2 separate regions of the Gossypium hirsutum genome follow, and region 1 is linked to region 2. A link is a contact called in public Hi-C data. All regions are on one chromosome and are shown on one strand. Each heading gives the region's core, a stretch centred on a gene start, on an enhancer-like site or on the middle of the called end of the contact. The rest is flanking DNA. Distances are from core to core; before and after follow the strand shown.

Region 1 (6,120 bases), core at 1,271-3,770, 140 kb before region 2:
ATCAAAAGCCAAAACCCACCTCTCCGAACACTGTCTTTCCTCTTCCTCCTCACATCAAGCGCCATAGGGTTCTCAATATCATGGAAACTGAAACAGCAATGGTGGGGTTTGCCTCTATTTGGTGGGCTCATGGTCACAATGACAGCCTTCTTCCAGTACATGGTCCCTTGCATCCGTCAGCCTAGTGAGTGGTCGATCCCCTTCATGCCTTGGCCGGCAGCCATATCTATTTTCCTCAATGTCTTCCTGATGACAACACTGAGTATGCTGTCTTTCCAAAGGTTTAGTGTATGGGCATGTTTGATAACTGTGTTCTATTTGTTGTATGGAGTTCACTCAACTTTTGAAGCAGAAGAGATGGAGAAGGAGTTGGCCATTAATGAAGTGCCCAACTCATCCATCCAACTAACTAAGCTAGATGTTTAACAATTTAAGTTCATAATCGAAACAAGAAATTCAAGCTCCCTCTCATTGGATTCCTGTATTTTCTATCAATTAATCATTTAACAATTCCATAGTCAAGCTAAGTCCAAATTCAAAGAATGTTACATCTAAATCAACTAACCAAACGGCAGTCTGTCATATAACATTAAATTAAGCATTGTTGCAGTGGGTTTTAATCCGTTCATATGATTCAAGGTTCTGATTATTCGATGTTACATTTGGTGGGATCTGATATAAAATACAACTTTTTCTATGGTACGTTTTGCCCACTTTGATTGGTGAAAGCAACTAGTCTTTTCGTCCAGACCTTAGTGGCCCAAACTTTTTGGACTTTTGGGTGTTTTCTCATACCTTTTCTTTTTTCTTTTCTTTAGTGGCCCAAATCACATCAATAACTTACGCTCATTGGCATCGAGAATGGAAAGCTGATTTTACCGTCAGGTCATCATGCCATCCTTGCATCTATTATTACTTCTATGAATCCCTTCATAGGATAGGTCCCCAAAACTTTCAAAGTACTGAAAACCAGAAACCAAATGAAAACTCTCTGTCTTACTTTAAATCAAATTCTCATTCATGCATGATTCAATGGATGAACACAAGCTGAAGTTTTCATCAATGCTCAAAGTCAAACCATCATGAAATAAACCTTGGGGTGCAGCTTTCTAAAATGAATAAAAATACAGAGGCATCTCAATTTCATTGAATAAAAGAGATAATGTAAACTATATTATCTCAAATATTCTTTTTGGTCTCTTATCATATCATCTCCTCGCCGTTCTTCAACCTCATTCATTTACATTAGGCAATACCGTGGAAGTTATTTCTTCTTTTTTTCCTATTCGTCTATTCCAACAATGCCTTGGCAAACACATCCATGATCTTTTGTCGTGACTCAAGTATCATCTCATTATGCTTCATTTCCATCTTCATTCTCGTCTTCTCGACATCCTTCACCATCTCTATCTTCATCTTCTCCATCCTCACAAACCCTTCAGCCAACAACTTAATTGAGGAAACCATCTCCTCCACTGGATCCATGCCCCTCTTGACTCCACCATTACCATTCTTCACTCCGAGTTCTGGCCCTGAACAAGAAGCAAATCCATTCAAACCCCTATAGTCATCAACACCAGGATTAAATCACCTATTAACTACACCACATTTCTTCTGATGAAAACCTCGAGGGACTGAATCCCAAGCACCTGAAACTTTTGCTTGAAACCCCATTCCCTCGTCTACGTACTCTTGCAAATCGTTATCGTAATCATAATTGAGATTAGAGCTACCATGATTCTTTGGCTTGAACCCTAGGTTCATACAACTCTTATCACCTGAGGTCTTTGGGACATCCTCATTACTGAGTGCTGCATTTGCCACTCCTACCTGAGGTCTTGAGAGGAGCCTTCCCAAGTCCAACACTATCAATACCTTGACTAAAACTATGATGAAAATCAGTCATAGAATCATAACCATCTCTAGTTCCACCATTAATCTTAAATTTTTTAATTCCTTCAGTCACAGAATCCCCGTTATCCTGCAACTTCACCCCATACCCACCTCCAATTTTGTGATCAAAATACAAGATTGAACCATACCCACCACTTAAACAATGATCAAAACCTAGATCAGACCCAGATTCCCATAAATCTTTTCATGATTCTTCAATTTCCAGCAAAACCCGCCATCTTTATTATAATAAAGATTTTCTTGATCAGCAGATCCGTTGACCGACACAGGTACGAAATTCATAGAATCAAGCAGAGGAAACAAGTCCCACGAAGAAGAGAACTTGCCTCGGTTTTTAAGGCTCCGTTGCTTTTCCGCACGGAACCGCTGCCTCAGCTGTTCGATCTTATGACGGCATTGAACGGACGATTTCATGGTTTCAGGACCAGAAGCGAAAGATACAGCGGAAGACACGGCTCCCCAGTCGGATGCCTTGAGGTTCTGGCATCGAAGAACGAACCATTTTTCCTTGTAAGCCTCAATCAACACCAGGGTTTCCTCCTTGCTCCAGCAGGGCGGAGCAACGCGCTGTGTGGCGGTAGCGGAGTAGGACTGCGGGGTTGCCATACGGGTAGATAAGTTGGGGATGGATGTAGGATAAAGGGAAAGAAAATGAAAGCGTAAGTTGGGAAAGAAGAGAGCATTTGTTTGTTTTAGGAGGGAAGAGAGGTAGTGAAGGCGGTTGGGTGATGAGTCTAACGTGCCAGAGGGAAGCGGTGGAGAAACACGCAAGGAGCTTTTTAGCGGTACCAAACTAGTTAACGGCCAACTAATCTAAGTGGCTGAGCCTGAGCCCACTCTGCCTCTCTTTGTTTGTCTATCTCAGCGTCATCTAATCTATTGCTATTGGTGGATAGTGAAAGGGTTTGTTGCGTTGGTGAGCGGAGATAAAAATGAATTTATGAAAAATTAATAAAGGTTTTAACGTGTGTATTAATGTTTTTTTTAAGTTTTATTCCACACCTATATTATATTATAGTGTGCAAAAGAGTTGGTAATAAATGAAACTCGAGAATATAATAAAGCCTAATAATTGTTTATATTTTGCAATGGCGAAAATAGTCCACTAAGTATTGAGCAAAGTATAACAAGGTTATTAATTTCTATAAATAATTTTTGTAGTAATTCTTTATTGATCAATCTAGGAATATAAAAGATGGTAAGAGAATAGAAATAAATTTTTGATGTGTTTTCTGGTATGTCATACAAATGAAATTTTTTTCCTATTTATAGGAGGTCTAATGTTTTTTTATAGGGACATAACTATCCAAATGGATAGTTATATTTTTAGCAATAAATATAATTATTTAATAGATGTCTACTTGAATAATTATGACTATTTGTTAATATTGACGTGACTTAACTTTTGGTTTCTTATAACTTTTTATTTGCAACTATTGGAAGACTATATATATATTGAAAATGTTCCGATAATCTCCCTTCCCCCATTTTCAAAATATTATAGATTTTGATAACCTTGGAAATCAATTGCATAAATGAAGGTGTCTTACGATTGAACCTTCACTTAGTGAAAACATGTTAGAGTTAACCGAAATTGAATGGTAGACCATACTTTGAACCAGCTATTCCATTTGATTAACCGAACACATCTTACACAATGATTTCAACATCAATCAATGCACAATTTCTAGGGATACTATTATGGTCATATGTCTATAACCTCTTTTCATGAGTATTTTCAGAACCAAGCCCTTGAGCTCTTAGAAGCAGCCACACTTCTACTCACATAGGTAGATTTCATCAAGAGTGTTCTCGTAATTATAACACTTTACCATATTTATGTTATGATTCTATTAAGAGTATAATATTCATCATTCCCTTATCATTACGGGTACCTAGCATTTTTTCCCTTAGGATGGTATATTATATATTATATAGTGCTAGCAGTCACACACTAATGATGTACTTGGTATCATTGAACTCAAGACTTAATGTTATACCAAGCATTGAGTTGAGTTTCCATCATGGGTGACTGTAACAGCTCGTTTTTAGTAAAATCAGAATAGTGGTTTCGGGACAACAAATCTGAAGTCAAAAAATTCGTTAAGAAATTTTAACGTTTACATGTTCAATTTGATGAAAAGGACTAAATCGCGTAAAGTGCAAAAGTTGTGTTCTACTAGCTAAAGGTATTAAATAGCTGTAGAAATTTAAAGTGGAGGTCCTTATATGGTAATTTTTAAAGTTAAGTAAGGGTAATTTAGTAATTAAGTAATTAAAGATAAAAATAAAATAAAAGACAAAACTATCATCTTTTTTGTACATGCATGAACCAAAAATTTTCAGCAAGGAAGAGCCATGGAAGCTTGAAAATTTTGCCTAAGTAAATCCTTTGTATGTAAGTGAAAACTTATCCCGTTTCTAATGATTTTTATGTTTTCGGGATAGTTGTAGCTTAATCTAGCTAACTAAGGGAATAATTTGCAAACTGGTTGGAAGTTTAGGGTTTTAACATGAGAGCATTTTAGTTGTTTGTGAAGTTTAATGGAAGAAAATGAATTTTTGTTGGGAGTTAAACAACTTTTGTTAAGTGATTTTTAATAAAATTGTTAATTAGAGATTAAATTGAGAAATGTAAAAATTTTGTGGTAAATGTGTGAAATTGTGAAATTTCTAGGCTGCTATAAACATATAATAAATTTTGCTAGGCTTGTTTAGGGGTGAAATTGCATGAATTTCATTTTACAAGCCTAGGGACAAATTTGTAAAGAAGTCAAAAGTATAGGGGCAAAATGGAAAGTTTGCCATAACATGATTTTGGATTGAATTGAATAGAATGTGGTTTAAATTAGTTAAATTTGATTATATATATCAAGAAAAGCAACGTATGGAATTATATCGGGGAAAAGATAAAGTGTTGGAGTAATCAATCGAATTTTTTCATTTGGAGTAATCAATCGAATTTTTTCATATAAATTCGAGGTAAGTTCGTATGTTTAATAAGCATTAAATTATATGTGTTTTAAATGCTTTATTATTTCATTCTTAATGATACGACTCCACAAAAATACTCGACGAAGTTTCAGCGACTTATGGATCCCGGTTGAACCTTAGGAATAGATAGGATACAAATGACATGTCATTAGGGGTTACCGTGTTTTTGGTGCTGGTCTCGTACGTCCTACCGATGGCTGATTTTTTGGCATGTGTTGCGGTTGCTTTACAGCATGTCTAAACAACACTATGTAGCTACGTCTTGACTGGCAGCTTGTGTGAACAGACCCAGTTATGGCTCGATGGAGAGCATTGATATAAGATATGAGATCGTAGTGGTTTTGACCATGTGTTGGCACATAGTGTGTGAGATACCCGTGTATCCGATAGTATTCCAAATGGTTCAACGGGCATAGTGTTGTTACAAGGATTATATGAGTTCTATATGAACTAGTACAGACATTTATGTGAAATACGAGAAGTGATATATATTTGACATATGAATATATGGCTAACATGGTTGATGATTATGTATTAGGCTTTTGGGCCAAAATGGAGTTGTTTTATACCTTAATTTTACTTACCTAAATTATGGTTGAACGGTAAGTTGTATTTTTAGTTATACGAACTTACTAAGCTTAATTGCTTACTCTATTTTATTTTCCATGTTTTATAGTGGTTTGGAAGTTCGTTCGGATTGGAAGTTGTCGGAGATTGCATTACACTATCAAACGCTTATTTTGGTACATTTGACAATATATTTTGGTTAAAAGGCATGTATAGGTCATTTTGGCTCATGGTAGCCTATATGTTTTGTTGTATTTTAGCCATTTTAATTGGCTTGTATTGTGGACATACCTTTTGTTATGTAAATAGGTAAATAGCCTTATTGTATGTGGTATATGGTTGCCATGAGAATGTCTTGGTTGTGAATTGGTAGTTTTGGTAGCAAATAGATGAGATTGATAAGTGGCATACATGTTAAGTTTTAGGCACAAAGATGCATATATGTGTTTGACCATTTAGGTAGATTTTGGAGACATATTTGGCATGTAATTAAGTGGTCAGTTGAGGTGCCTATAAGTATCATGGTTGTATGTGGTATTATAACATGTTATGAGCTTGATATTGGTTGGTTTTGAATGTCTAATTATGTCTTGTTTATATGCAAATTATTGTGTTTAGGTTGGTACCATTTTAGGTGAGAAATAT
Region 2 (6,515 bases), core at 1,620-4,119:
CTTTTTGTTGCTGCTCGTTGCTTGTTGGATTCATTTGTTTTGCTGGTACAGCCAACTAGAGGCGCGTGGCGTGGAGGCGCAACACGCGCGAGGAAGGTTGGTTCATAGTCGTGCAGCGGCTGGGGCTTTTCTGCCTAGGGTTTTTCTGATTCTATTTTTTTGTTTATGTTATGGGCTAGGGTTTAATTTGGGCCTAGGATTGGGTTTGATGTAATGGGTTTGATTTTTGGGTTGTGTAAATGGACCTTTATTGGACTTTTAATTTATTTTTATTTCTTTTATTTTATTTGTATTTGTTGAATTGGGCCCAGGTAAATTGGGCCTGTTACATTATGAATTAAAATATTATAATAGAAAATTTTCAAATAATAATTAAAATATTTTTAACATGATCTACATACAATATAGTTTTACTTTAGGTAATTAATGCAAAGTAATATTATTCAAAATAATAACTAATTAACATAATTAACTCTAATATTAATTAAGTGATAATTAATATGCTTAGAATTTTATTAAATAATAGCCTTATTTTATATCAATAAAATTAGCACAACTTTTTAAAAATAATTATAATTATCACAATTTTTCCCTTTATTTTATGCTTAGAGTTATATTAAAGTAATAACTCTATTTTTAAATTAACACATTTTTTAAATTAATAATTGTAGTTTAAATTTTAATTATTTTTAAATGTGTAATTATCACAACTTTTATTACATTATAATTATTTTAAATGTATAATTATCACAAAATTTATTTTACTTTAATTTTTAATAATAATTATAAATTAAATATAATAATAAATTTTAATTATGAATTTAGTAATATGATGAAAAATAAAGAGTACTCTCATCAATTCATTTTTTTCAAACTCGTGCTTTTATATATTATGTATATTATTTATATAAAAAAGATTAAATAATTCATTATGTATTATTTTTAATTATTACGTAAATTAAATTAAAAGAAAACATAAACTAAAAGTTTTATGAAAAAGCCAAAATGTAAATAATGATTTTTCATTAAAGTATTTTTTTCTCACTCGAGACTTGAAGTCTAGTTAAAAGTTGGATAGGCAGTATGTTCCAAACAACTCAAATTCCATTCAAATAGAATATTTTCTAAAAATTTCTTTTCGCCATGGATAAAATGAAATTTAAAGGGTGTGCTTGGTTGAATGAAAAAGTGGAAAGATGAGAGGAGAGATTAGAAAAGTAAAAAGAAGATGAATTTTGAATGTGCTTGGTAAAAAAGAAAAATGAGAAGAAAAAACATAAGAAAGATGATAATTTTTCTTCCTAATGCATAAAAATTATACATTGAACGATTTAAAGTCAAATATAATTATGATGGTTCCATTGAACGATTTAAATCCCAGGTGGTGGGAAAAGGGTACAACCAGCAAGCTGGGGTTATTTTTCAGGAAACTTTTTCTCCTATGGTTTAACGTGTTATTATTAGGACTGTCATTATTATGGCTACTATGAGTGGATGACCTCTTTTTCAAATGGAGATGTTTACAATGTCTTCTTGCAAGGTGATCTGCATGAGACGGTTTGCATGAGGCGGTTTATATGGACATTCCAGAAGGTTTTCACAAATAGGGGGAGCACAAGGTGTGTTGTTTGCACAAGTAGTTGTATGGTTTGAAGCAAGCTTATAGACAGTGGAATCTAAAACTTATTGAAACGCTGGTACACCTCTTGAACAGAATCAAAAACTCACTTCAATTAAGAATGATGAGCCTGTAAAACCGACAGCTGATGGTGATAAATTTATTCCTGATGTTGCAGTATACCAGCGACTTTTGGGCAAGTTGTTATATTTGACCAATACACGACCGGACAGATCTTTTGCAGTTCAACACTTAAGTCAATTTATGCACAAACCAAAGAAGTCTCATTTAGAGGTTGCTTTTTGAGTAGTTCGAAATATAAAAAGGAATCCAGGTCAAGGTATCTTGTTGGCTGCATCTAATAATCCACAGCTTGTTGCATTTTGTGATTCGGATTGGGCTTCATGTCTTATATCTAGAAGGTCAACTATTGGTTTTTGTGTAAGCTTGGAGACTCCTTCATTTCATGGAAGTCAAAGAAGCAAAACACTGTCTTATTCATTAGTAAAAGTTGAATGCAAGAGTATGGTAGTAGTAGTAGCAGAGGTTGTTTGGTTGGATGCTTTGTTGAAAGAAATATGCCTTAATAGGTTTGATATGTCTTTAATTTTTTTAGATAGTCAGGCAACACTTCAAATCGCAGCAAACCTTGTATTTCATGAACGCACCAAGCATATAGAGATTGGTTATCGTTTTGTGTGAAACAATATTCGAGAAGGGTTGATTCAAATGCAACACATTAGGACAACTGAACAATTTGTAGATTTGATGACTAAAGCACTTGGAATCAAGCAACATGAGTATTTGATGTTCTTGGGGGGTTAAAAATTTATATCACCTCTCAACTTGAGGGGGAAAGTTATAATATTCTAAAATACAAACATGAAACATAAATACATATAGGTATAATTAATATTTTTTTTATTATCATAAGTCACCTAAGGTGTTTTTTTTTTACCAAAAATAGTAAAAAACATGGTGTAGGTGGCAGTAAATCCGTAGCTCAAATTGAAGGTTTTACATAGACGTGGGGAGAGATGTGTGCCAAATGTAGGCTACAAAAGCAAACCGGACAGTAAATAGTAATTTAAGTTTTCATTTAATTCAAGATGGCCCAATCCCGTCCAAAATTGCTTCATAAAAGCCCAATAAAAATGTAGTACTGTAATAGACTGAGTCAACTCGCTTGAGTTTTTACACCGAGTCGACATGAAAAGGAACTGTTAAAATATATATATTAAAAAAGGGACCAAAACCTCAAACGCAGAAATTCGCTTTGCTCCTTTTGTTCTGAGAGAGAGAGACCGAAAGACAAAACTAAAAGCATATAATCTCCGATATGGATTTCTCGGAGCAAGATGTGGACCTCTTTGGAGATGACCATAACAACGACAATCGCGATGATTCCCGTGAATCCTCTTCATCTCATTCATCTTCATCATCATCCTCCGCTTCATCGTCGTCGTCGGCTTCTTCTTCGTCCAACGGCAGCGACGGCGGAGATAGCAGCAGTGCCAGTGGAAGCGCTAGCAGCGGAGGAGAAGAGGAAAATGGAGAAGAAGTTAGCAATGTTAATACCCATAATTATGATTATAATGACAATATTGAAAGGAGTATTTTTGGGTATGAAGAGGAAGAAGAGGAGAAAGATCTCTTTGGGTCTGATAACGAAGATTACTGTAAAACCACTGCCACTAGCCCTTTCCCTATTCCTGGTAATTCTTTATTTCATTATTTCTCTATTAGATTCAGTTATTCGGCCCCTAATTGGGGATTTTGAAGTGCAACCATTCCTTTTTTTAGGAGATTTCTCTACCATATATTAAAATATAAAACTTTTGATTTGAATTCTGGGAATTTTTTTAGTTTTAGGGAGTAATCTTTATGTATAAGTAATTAACTATATGGCCAGCTAGCCATCTAGTAACAGCTAAATTTAACATATAAGCTATAGGAGATGTTATGAACTCCTTATTATCTGCTTACTGAATGTTTTTTAGATTGTAAGATCACAGGAAGAAAACATGAGCTATTTGATTGCTTTATTTGAGGAAATTTGGGAAAAAACTTTGACAATGATATGCAGGAATATTTAGACTAGCTGTGCCTGCAATTCCTGTAATATACAGGAAACACTTGAATTGATATTTGGTTGAATTTCTTTGTCTCCCGTTCAAATGGTGACTAATCTTCTTTCTCACTATTCTTTTGCAGTATTGCCCGTTATTCGTAATACTAATAACCCAGGTAGAGGAGGTTTTGGACGGGGTCGTTGGCCCAGTGATAGAGGAGCTGGTATCCTTGGCCGTCCTGGTTATCCTCCTAGGCAAGGTTATGGGTATGGAAACAAATTTGCTAATGGACATCGTGATGAGCGTTTCGTTTCTGAGCTGAAATTTTCAAAGAGTGAAGAGACGTTATCTAGAAAATGCATTGCTTTTCAGGAAGTGAGTGAATTATTTTTCCATTTTCTTTAATGATTCATCAGTTAATTATGGGTTGATATACTAAATTATCATTTTCCCTTTCAGATATAGTGAAAATGGTTGTCAGGATTTTTATATGTTTTATTTTGTGTATTTAAATTTTTATGATCTTCTTGTCAACATGATAGTGTCTGTTTGGAATCACTTTACGCCTTTAGATACCCTTTAAAGCATGTAAAGTTTTTACTTCTATATACATGCACATACACATGTTGTCAGGTAATTTTTTTTCTGGGCTACCTTTTGCTAAATGCGGCAACTAAATTTGACAGCCATGTGAACTTGCTTGTTATAGCCGTGTAGAAGGTGGAGATGTCTACTTTGATGACTGCAGCTTGGTAAGCTTTATGGATATCAGCATGGTAATTTTTCAGTAGGTCTTATAATGTGTCTTCCACATTAGCTCATTTTGTATATTTGTCTATTGTTTATGTCATCAGAGGCTTTTTAAGCGTCTTATTACTGAAGAGATCGGAGCTGATCTCAATCAAGGTTTTGATACCTTCATTGAGAAAAAAGGTATGGTTTATTTATGAACAGTTGGAAATTGATCATGTTGAAATTGTCTTGTGTTGTGGTGATATGCATATTACAAGCACTTCTTACATTTATTTATGCCTTTCTTTGGGGTTGTGTATGAGTTCTAATCAATTCAGCCTACCCTGTGATTTTTGCTGGACCAGAATTAGGTTCTGAGGGTTTTGGTGACCTTCTTGGTTGCATAAGAGACAAAAATATCCCTCTTCAAAACATTCATTTTGTGGTAAGGAAAATGATATTCATTTACCTGTGAATTCTACGTTTAATGGTTTTTATTAAGGATATCATCTAACCATATTCCCTATGCTTTTGCAGACTTTTCGCAACAATCTTAATAAGGTAATTGCTTCTCTAGAAAGAATGCACACTCACAATCCTCTTTTCTTTTGTATAACTTGGAATGATACGAGGGTAGAGAACTGATGTTCATCAGTCTTTCACTCGTATACGAGCATCCTTGATACTACTAATCTTTTTCACCTAATGTGTGACAACATTTATCTGAGTTTTCATTTATGAATTTGATGGATGATAAACCACTTTTTTATGTATTTCACTGGACACTCTCTTGTTTTCATGCAGATACTGGCTACTGCTTATATTAGAAATGAGCCTTGGGAAATGGGAGTGCACAAGCGGAATGGTGTTGTCTATCTTGACATGCATAAACTGCCTGAGAGACCACGAAGAGAGTTGGATCGTCGAAGGTACCAAAAGTCCAAACTTTTATGACATCCCCCTCCTACTTTTATCCTTCTTTCTTTAAATAAAATTTCCTATGGGTGAGCAATACGAAGAAATCAAAGGCTTCGAGGTGGCGTGCAACCCAGCTTATTTCCTTTATTGCTTATTTCATTGACTTAATGATCTGAGTGCTTTACTTTTGAATTGTTTTTAATTTAGATGTTATTGGGGGTATTGTTTTGAGAGCCTTGCCACTGAAGATCCAAGAAGAGAAGATGGTGAAGGGATACATCATGTTGATGCCAATGTTGAATACTGTTCGGTGATTAAAACCAAATTAGGGGCTCATCGTATTCTGATGGGTGCTGAAATGGATTGCTGTGATTCAACAGATGAGGGAAGAAGATTTTATGTGGAGTTGAAAACAAGTCGTGAGGTAATTAGTGATTCCCAACGCTTCACTTGCTGCCTTCTCATTATTGTAACCGTTTACTTGAGTAACTCATGAATGTTTCTGCCTTTGCAGTTGGATTATCATACAGAGGAAAGATATGAAAGAGAGAAATTGCTGAAGTTTTGGGTATGTTTTTTTATCCAATGGACCTGAATATTTCTTACCCTGAAGTTTGGTATGGAAATTATATATCTTATTTTAAGATATTCGTATTCCATTGGTTTATTTATGGAGAAATGGCATTCTTCCTTTTCAAATTAGCCTTTATTTGCAGACAAAATAACTTGGTTGTTTTATTGTCTCAGATTCAATCATTCCTGGCAGGCGTTCCTTATATTGTTATTGGATTTAGGTAATTTCTGTTGTTATTTCGTACTAACTTCAATTGCCTAGAAAATCACTTTGTTCCATAAAATAAGTTTAACTCAGGCATATTTGAGATAAATAATAACAAATTGTTTCAGTGTGCTAAGCTGTATTTATCAGAAAAAATAACGCTGAGTGGTGTTCAGTTCCGCGGTGCTGTTGGTATTAGGGTTTATTCTCTTTTCAGTTAAATGTGAACTTTTCCATTGACATGTTTTGATGTAGGGATGATGCAGGGCGACTTGTACGCACTGAGAGACTAAGAACCAAAGACATCACCCATCGAGTGAAAATGAAGAATTACTGGCAGGTATTATATATTACAGCAAATAATCTACTGAGTTGATTTAAAAAAATTGTACTCCTG

Evidence for each region. Hi-C and Micro-C count contacts between places; a contact is called where the count stands out from the background.
Region 1: a contact with region 2 is called in a Hi-C map of leaf, with 2.6 times the contacts expected there. The contact joins the promoter of LOC107887646 here to the promoter of LOC107886405 in region 2. A contact is called at or near these places in 10 of 34 Hi-C or Micro-C datasets (anther, callus, leaf and 1 more).

The regions. Positions count from the first base shown.
Region 1 is chrD08:57,311,268-57,317,387 of Gossypium_hirsutum_v2.1, reverse strand. LOC107887646 reads right to left here and starts at 2,520. Exons shown (of 3, transcript XM_016811891.1): 1 at 2,079-2,520; 2 at 1,650-1,886; 3 at 1,291-1,532. The coding sequence starts at 2,520. The coding sequence ends at 1,291. LOC107886414 (cationic amino acid transporter 6, chloroplastic) reads left to right here. Exons shown (of 5, transcript XM_016810367.2): 5 at 1-464. The coding sequence ends at 426.
Region 2 is chrD08:57,174,728-57,181,242 of Gossypium_hirsutum_v2.1, reverse strand. LOC107886405 (NAD-capped RNA hydrolase DXO1) reads left to right here and starts at 2,869. Exons shown (of 14, transcript XM_016810356.2): 1 at 2,869-3,333; 2 at 3,833-4,065; 3 at 4,377-4,442; 4 at 4,545-4,623; 5 at 4,788-4,867; 6 at 4,960-4,983; 7 at 5,227-5,351; 8 at 5,548-5,764; 9 at 5,855-5,908; 10 at 6,088-6,134; 11 at 6,374-6,458. The coding sequence starts at 2,958.